Regions from separate parts of the Zea mays genome. Here region 1 is linked to region 2. A link is a contact called in public Hi-C data. All regions are on one chromosome and are shown on one strand. The core of a region is the stretch at or near the end of the contact, and the rest is flanking DNA. Distances in the headings are between cores, read along the strand shown.

Region 1 (4,106 bases), core at 1,577-4,076, 130 kb before region 2:
GCGTCTTTCTCGACGACGAGGTCACTGCCCCTGCCCCTGCCCCTCCCCTTTTGGCATGCGGCTGCCATAACCTGTCCACCTCTTCTTTCTCCAACGCTGATGATGGCACGGCGCGCTGAAAACGACTCGTAGCGGGCAGCTGGACATCTCTCCTTGATGAAGGACAGCCAAACAGATCATCGCTGACCTCCACCGAGACTGGATACCCCACCACGGGTTTACAGTTCAACCTACTCATAAGAGAGACAAGGGGCACACGGCGCCAAGTGTTGCTGCTCCCCAGCACACTCAACTCCACATCATAAAGGCTGGGATTCAAATGCAGTGGCTTTTCAAACACCACTGACGATACTGAACCACTCTCACAGTTCGAATGGCTGCTTAAGGTTTCTAATGACTCCTCAGGACCACACTTGCTTTTACAGTGTTGCTGCTGAACCGTGCCAACACAATCCATACCACTAGGAACTATGGCAATATGCATTTTAGTATCATGTTCAGCCGGCTTGTTCTTATTCAATGAACGCTTCTCCAGCCTATTCTCCAAAAGGACAACCTCATCATCTCTTGCTGCTTCGTGCTTTCCTGTCTTTGTTTTCTGGCAGCCATGATCATTATTAGAATCTCTTGTCCTGTCCTTGCCCTCATGACCAACAGACCTTATGGTTCTCATCTTAATACTTTTACATGCATGTTTCCCAGCTTTCCAGGTAGGATTATTTGTCAATCCACAAGGTTGATATCTATGCAAATGATCTGGTGAAAATCACTAGGTCAGTATAGCACCCTTTGGAGGTTCAGAAGCAGGAAGAAAACATCACATATGCCAGGAAGTCATCACAAGATAATATGTCAAATTACCACGGTGCATCATCTAAGCTATAAGATCACATCCAACCTAACATCAGTTTTGCATACTGACCAAAAAATCCATGCCTTCCATAATTTCACAAGTAGCCTTATGCAGAATTGTAAATAATAATAAAAAAAAGACCTGTGTAGTTCCCAACAGAGAGATATATTAAAAAAAACTACGATCAGCAGGGAGCAGTCAGGCCTGATGGTCTCCCTGATTTCTCTGTACCCATTTGTAGAATTTTGGACACAAGAAAATCGTCATATTGTTATCATGAACCCTTAAACAAAACAAACAGGCTGGAGGTAGCAGCAACAGAGATAACTGAACTAGCAGTGTAACTATCTAAGTATAAAGTGATGTGCATCTTCCAGAATCTGTTGAAGATAAACACAAACAAGCAGTCACCAACGCTCATGCATCTAGCTAGCCAACATAAATGATAGCTGCCATTGTTAGAAGACATGGTACTGCTATCAAAGGAATCAAACTACCCGAAAATACAAAGTAGCAGAGCAGGTTTACCGGGTTCCGAGATATTTTGTGCAGCAGGGGGAGTTCCGACAAAATCATTCCCATGCCGTGAATCATCACTGAGTAGCCTTGCCATGCAGGATATTGCTGTGCCCTTTGCTTGATCTGTGGATGCTGCGCTGCGATGACAGCTGTTTGTGTCCAATGGAGTATCCAAGGTTGAAGTGCCAGAGGAGCTGCTTGAACATGTTGCCACACCCAACAAGTGTTCATCAGCCTTCTGACCATTTGGTCTGGAACCATTCCAGATATCTCCATTGCAGAGCTCTGAGAGCGGACGAGACCTATCCTTCTTCCTGGGGATCCCGCAAGGTTGGTCCTGATGTGCAGCAGCATGCTTCCTCTTTGTGGTGGCCTGAGAGCGCACAATTCTTCTGGCCTGCCCAACATTAGGCAGATCATTATACTTGGGAGCAAAGATTGCGGCAGCATTAGACAGGTCCATTGTGGGGACCGTCTTGGATCCGATGTCCCTGAGATCCCTCATACGGCAGGAGCCTTGAGGCGTATCGTCCTCGGAGTCATAGGGCGTCTTGCGCTTCCTCTTGGACCGCGGCGGCGGCAGAGGCGGCTGGATGGCTGGAGAAGGATCCTTTGGTGCAGCATCTTTGACTTGTCCGTTGGGCATTCCAACTTTGGGACTAGGTGAGCAGCTGGGGGCATGGAGGTAGGCCTTGGTTACCGGGCCAAGAGCGCTATCCTTCTCTATGTCGAGGGCCTGGAGAATGGCGCCCTCCATGCGGGCGTACCTGCCCTTGTTGTAGCTCCAGCTGGACCTGTTGCCGCTGGCGGCGAGTGTGAGGGCGTTGGTGATGCGCTGCTCGAAGTCGAGCTCCCCGCAGCGGAAGGGCTTGACGCGCTTGCACCTGGCCAGGTTACACCAGTCGCTGTGGCGAGCGCAAGCAAGTGTTCGTTAGGCTTAGAGTAGCTGGCTGCACTCCATAACTCTAGGACTTGAGGAGTGAGCAGGAGATTGACTGACTGAAATGGTGTGACATCTCGCCATTAATAGTAAGTGGGGGGAAACGAACTTGAAGAGTGCGGAAGGAAGGAAGAAAGAAGCGGCATACACGAAGGTTGGTCCGTCGGGGCGACGGCCGAGGAGCATGATGGGCGTGGCGGGGCAGCGCGGCGGCGGGGCGCAGCCTTCGGGGACGTCTTGCGGCGAGATGACGATGCTGGGCCACCAGGAGCCGTTGGGGCGGCGCAGCCAGACCAGGGTACCCTCCACGGAGACATCCACCGCCGGGCCCTCTTCCTTGAGCAGACCCCCCATCTGTGGTGGTGCTGGCGCTCCAATTCCAATCCCCCCTCCGCTCCGGCAACCTGATCTCTCCGCCTGGACAGGGGGAGGGACTGCAGCGGCGCGGAGGGCACAGAACGCGGGCTCCCGCTCCCCCCGTGGTGGCGTGAGGCGAGGCGGAGCAGTGGGGTAGTCGGCCTTCGGGGTAGGGGGAGAGACAATTGCATATACAATACTCTAAACAGTATGTTTCGCAATAATGTCAACAGAAAGATTTAATCCGTAAAAAAGTACTACAAAATGTGTCTAATTGATTATTCTATCATTTAACGTATATCCTTCCTTTTTATAATCTGATCTCATGTATTTTCTCTCTGACAAGATAGTTTTACCTCTTTATTAATTATACACATTTATTATTTGAAGATATGGCCACGAGAAAACACGAACGAACATAACCCGATTGAATCTCCTCCTGATTCTCTCGCCAATTGCCATGGATCCCACACATGCTGCAGCCTCATGCCTGAGCACACACCAAACTTTTCCTTGGAGGAGCCTCAAATATGCAATTGTCTCATAGTAGTCATATTCAAAGACTAATATGATACATGTGTGTTACGACGGCACACAATTATATTTGATACCCATAAAAAAGTTAATATCAGGATAAATATATGGTCCACATATAAGATATTAAACTGATAAAAATAAATAGTATACTTTATTTTAGTAAAAAGACTAAGAAAAATATATTATACTAATAAAAATAAATATTATACTTTATTTTAGTAAAAAAACTAAGAAATATATGAGTTGAAAAATTGACTAATCTTTTTTTATAGTTTGCTCAGTCGCTTGCCCTCGTTCAGCTAGCGAGGTGGTATTATGTGAGAATGCTACGACGCGTATGGATTTCTGTCGTGATAGGCTTAAGTGGTTTGTGAAGACCCATATATGGGACCTATTGTTATACGAGAAACAGAAAAATGGAATAGACGAACACGTTTCTGTAACACCCGGGTTTTAGGGGTCCAAAGCCCGGGCGCGAACATAATCACCAGGTGTGCTGGGACCAAGTCTCACACATATGATGATTCATGGCACAGGATCGAATGTCACATCTTTACTACATAACAGGAGTTCTGTACAAAATAAATAATTACATTATAAGGAGACAACGGTCCAGCAACCCAAAGTTGACTGGGAGACGACGACCTAGACCTCTCACGAACACATCGCAGCATCCTCCATGCGCTTCATCCTGCGGTACCTGTTCTTGACCTGTGGGGGGGGTGTGAGACAGCAAGAGTGAGCTCACATACGTTCATCGCTCAACAAGTTGTGGGGAATAATGTGCATGAACTCGCCAAAGGTGTGAGTTCATGTGAAGTGTAAGGCTTACCAAAGAGGATGGTTGAAGCTGAGCATTGCTTTTAAAGTTGGTCAAAATTTTATTAGCAATTACTAAGT
Region 2 (4,225 bases), core at 201-2,700:
GATTAAATTTGCCCCATTTAGATCCCCGCGGGGACTAGATTAGTCTCATACCCGTCCCCTAACAGAGGAATTTCCCACGGGAAATCGGAGATCGGGTCTCCATTGCCATCTCTAGTACAGCGCACTCAATCCTGCCCGCTAGCCAGACTCAACATCAACGTGGCCGGCAAGGTTCTCTCCTCGACCTTGGCTGAGGCTGTCTCAACAACAACAACGGTCTGTAAATATAATGACCATGTAATATATACGGATGATCATGGGTTACCATGTATTATGTAATATCCATAATCATCCGTATCACTCTATATACGTATATAATGTAATGTTTCTGTCACTGTACGCCAATGTTCAGGAGTATTCAATTTCGGCGCGCCAAATACTAGTGAGTATTATTGGAGCACCACTAGGCTGCAGCTCAGTTATAGCTTAGCCGCCACCAGTCAAAATAACTGACTCACCATCATCAATTGGTCATCGAATTGTGCCCAAAGTCTGTCCTCTGTAAACGAGACTAGCCGACAGGAGTGTTATTGGATCATCATTCGGCGGCAGTTCAGTTATAGCTGCCACCGTAACTATCTCCGCCGGTCATCGCCGGCGGTAAAGAGAAAGGGCAAAAACTACACCGGCCGGCTCACCCACAGACTACAGCTGACGAAGAGTAGACCACGTCAGCGCCCGAAGTCCGCGACGCACGCGGGGTTGCCGGCGACGGCGACGGCCGCGGCAGAGACGCGGAGCGCGACGCGGCACCGCATGGCGACGCGCACGGTGCGGCGGCCGTAGAGCCCGCCGAGCAGGCTGAGCCTGCCGTCGACGGCGGTGCGCGTGGCGAGGCGCACCTCGCCGCCGCCGAACAGCACCTGGGCGACCACGGCGGGCGCGACCCTGTCGACGAGCACGTCGACGTCGGCGGCCACCCGGCTGGCACCGCGCGCGGGGACCTCCCCGGGCGGCGCGCGGCCCACGCCGACGGGGCCCGGGTCCGCCGCGCCGTCCACGAAGATCTCCGTGGCGCTGGCGCCGAACCGCATGGACTCGTAGTTGGGGTTGCGGACCACGATGGCGCCGGACAGCGTGACGTTGATCCGCAGCGGGCGCGCCGGGGACGCGGCGTCCAGGCGCACGCTGAAGCGCCTGACGGCCACGGACTCCATGGACAGCGTCGGGTCCCGCACCCTGAGCACGGTGAGCGACAGCGACAGCACCGCCGCCGCGGCCAGCGCGCCGCCGACGGCCACGCCGCAGCACGCCCGCCGCAGCCAGCGGCGGCCGTGCCCCGCCGACGGTGTCGGGGCATCGGCGCCACCGTCGCGGGCCTTGTTGGCGCTGGCGGCGTCAATTACAACGAAGGGAGCGGAGGCTTTGGTGGGCTTGGTCGGCGGGTTGGCGGCGTCGGCCATGGGTCGTGGTGGTGCTGGAGCGCGTGCCGGGGACAGCCGGCATTGGTTGTGTCACTTGTGTGGTGTTGCTGAACACGATCGAGATGATTAAGGCGGGCAGGGCAGGTACTTGTCACACACCACGGTGACCATGCTCGGTGGTTGGGGAGTTGGACGTCCCGTTCGGTGCTCTGTTTGCACCGGTGGGGGATTAAATTGGGTCAGCGAGCTTGATTGCCTGGCCTGGCTACGGCTGCTTCTCTGCTCGACACGACGAGAAGGGACGAGTACGTACGTGCCATGACGATGTTGATTGCTGGCAGTTGGGTTACACGAAGGCCACGTGGTCCTGAACCTGAACCTGAACCAGACCAGGCCTTCCACGGACGGGCTTCCATTCTAGTGCTCGAGCTCGGGGAGGTGCTCTCCGAATGGACCAAGGCATGTCGTCCAGCTACGGCCTCCGAGGGAGGACAAGGCTGGCATGGCGGAGCCTCTCCGTCGACGCCAGTTTCTTCTTCGTTCTATATATGTGCTTGCCTGCGTTCTGTAGAAGCAAATCCCTCGAACGCTACACTTTTTTTTTTGTCTGCGCAGCTTTCTAAAAACAATCCAGATTCTCATAACTTGATATGTGGCGTTCCCGGCTGCGGCCGTGCTCTATTCCCGGTCGGCGTGGACACAGTAAAATGCGGTGCGCTTGCGGCGGATACCCGCCGTGTCGTGTCCGTGGTTCCTTTCCACGAGACCAATCGGTCCAGGATCTCGCCCGGGCGTTGTCAGACACCTCCCGCGTTCGTGTTCCGGCCGCGCACCCGCCACTGGATGAGGTAAAACATGCAGGAAATTTGAATAAACGAATCTCCAGCGCATATTACTTTTTTTTTATCATCACAAAATAGTGCCGAGATGATTCGCAGGGGCAGCACCAAAAAAACGTACAGCAAGGCGGAGCCACAACGAATCATCACGATGCCAGAGAGCTATTATCATTCATTGACCACCTCGAAACTTCATTTATCTCTATGCAGATTTACACAAGACGGGTACCAGTGTACCACCAAAACGGGTGCAAAAAAAATGCGCCACCATCTCTTTCCTTTCAGGCAGCAGCATTACGTATACCAAATCTGGAGGGGGAAAAATGAACTCTATCGGGCACAAAAACCGTTCTGCCATGGCCCGGTGGAAAAAGGGACCATATCCTCGCACTATCTAACCATATTCACACTGCACAAAGCCACCACCCACTTCAAACTGAGATATCCACGGGCACTCCTCTGAAGCCACCACCTTATTTTCGCAGAATTCACAGGCCACACCACTCTGGAAAGACGATATGTGTTGGAAACAAACACCGCCCGTGACAAATTCAAACGTTTGATAAACATTACTGGGCGCAGAATTGCTCTTTATCTTCGTGCCACTTCCTCACAGTGCCATCCAACTCCGGAAATGAAGAAAGAACAAGCAGCTCAAGGAGTTCGAACGCTAGCTGCTTCAAACAAACCGGGGACTGTATGGGGAAAAAACAAATATAAATGTGAGCCAAGGATCAGACAACCGATGCTGCTCTTTTTTTATCTGACTGGCAGTTTCCTATTGTTTCTCAAATGCATGTTGCTTACTACTTTCCACAGAAATAATTCAGATCACTAACTAAACATCTACGGTCCTTAGAAAAACATAAAATAGTTCGTTAGGGACACTGAAGCAATTTTCATTTTCATGTGGTCTATGTAAATACGTATCCCTATATGTTAGTAATCTACCATGATGAAGGCATAAAAGAACCATATTAATTTTTTACTAACTTTATGCGAGTATTTAATTGCTTGAACCAGTATGGAGCCTGAATCAACTAATAATAATCAATAATAGGATAGCTGGGTGAGTTGGTCACCGAGGCGTCTTGTATGACTGCGAATTTGAGGCCACCAAATGGGAGGGTAGCTTTGGTGCTTAGGCAATAGTAATTATGGGAAAAGATGAAACTTGCAGTGTCTACTGCAAGATAACCTTACAGGGCCCACCAATACAGGTCAGCTTCTACAATATTGGAACCAACACTCTATGGAGCTCAGTAGAAGTAAATTAACAGACAATATGATCTCACTCCTGCAAGAATACTTGCCTGAAGAAAGAAATAGATATCATGAGCACATCTTTCATAATCCTTTCGACCAACAAGACTCACTAGTGGAGATGGGGCTTTATCTGTGCAGCAAAACAATAACATGGTAAAAGATAAGCTCTGAAGATTGCATTGATCACAAATCATTGAAGCAAAAAATCTATTAAAAGGGAATGCAACACATAATGGAAGAAAAACAAAAGAGAAGTATCTCGTGTTCACCTATTATCAGTTCACGGACAAAATTTGCACGATGAGCAGCTTCTATCCGTTGTTCATCGCTTAGATAGTTTCCCATGCCATTGCTCTGAGCACCAGGAGGAGGTGGAGGCGAATTTCTCTTTGGATGTTTTGTCATGAAAATTCCATCAGGCCAGAGAATCTGTACGCAGAGAAAATACAGACTAAATTATGGGGGGTGATCCTGCACAAAAAATCCATTGATAACAGGTATGAGACTGCCTAACTGCACACATAATATTTATCCCTTTATGTGTTGGTTGTCTGAACTCCCTCCCTCTCCCTCTCTTTTCTAAAGATACAATCTGAGACTTACTTGTTCAATGCGCTTAACAGCAAAAGCAATTATCCTCCCTTTCCTAAGTAATTGGATTTTGTCAACAAGCCAGTCATCAAACGTGTCTCCCATTCCCAATTGCAGTATTTGCTTTGCTACCCAAAATGCTTGACGCCTACAAAAAACAGAAAT

The links. A called contact is a pair of places that touch in the nucleus more often than the background predicts.
Region 1: a Hi-C map of ear shows a contact between it and region 2, with 2.2 times the contacts expected there. The contact joins the promoter of LOC100216954 here to the promoter of LOC100281829 in region 2. A contact is called at or near these places in 3 of 25 Hi-C or Micro-C datasets (ear and leaf).

The regions. Positions count from the first base shown.
Region 1 is chr6:178,494,755-178,498,860 of Zm-B73-REFERENCE-NAM-5.0, reverse strand. It overlaps LOC100216954, which reads right to left and starts at 2,826. Exons shown (of 3, transcript NM_001401402.1): 1 at 2,461-2,826; 2 at 1,382-2,371; 3 at 1-756. The coding sequence starts at 2,129.
Region 2 is chr6:178,365,132-178,369,356 of Zm-B73-REFERENCE-NAM-5.0, reverse strand. LOC100281829 (harpin-induced protein) reads right to left here and starts at 1,450. Exons shown (of 1, transcript NM_001291643.1): 1 at 471-1,450. The coding sequence starts at 1,403. The coding sequence ends at 672. It overlaps LOC100381615, which reads right to left. Exons shown (of 15, transcript NM_001361456.1): 12 at 4,073-4,208; 13 at 3,739-3,898; 14 at 3,517-3,599; 15 at 2,348-2,898. The coding sequence ends at 2,773.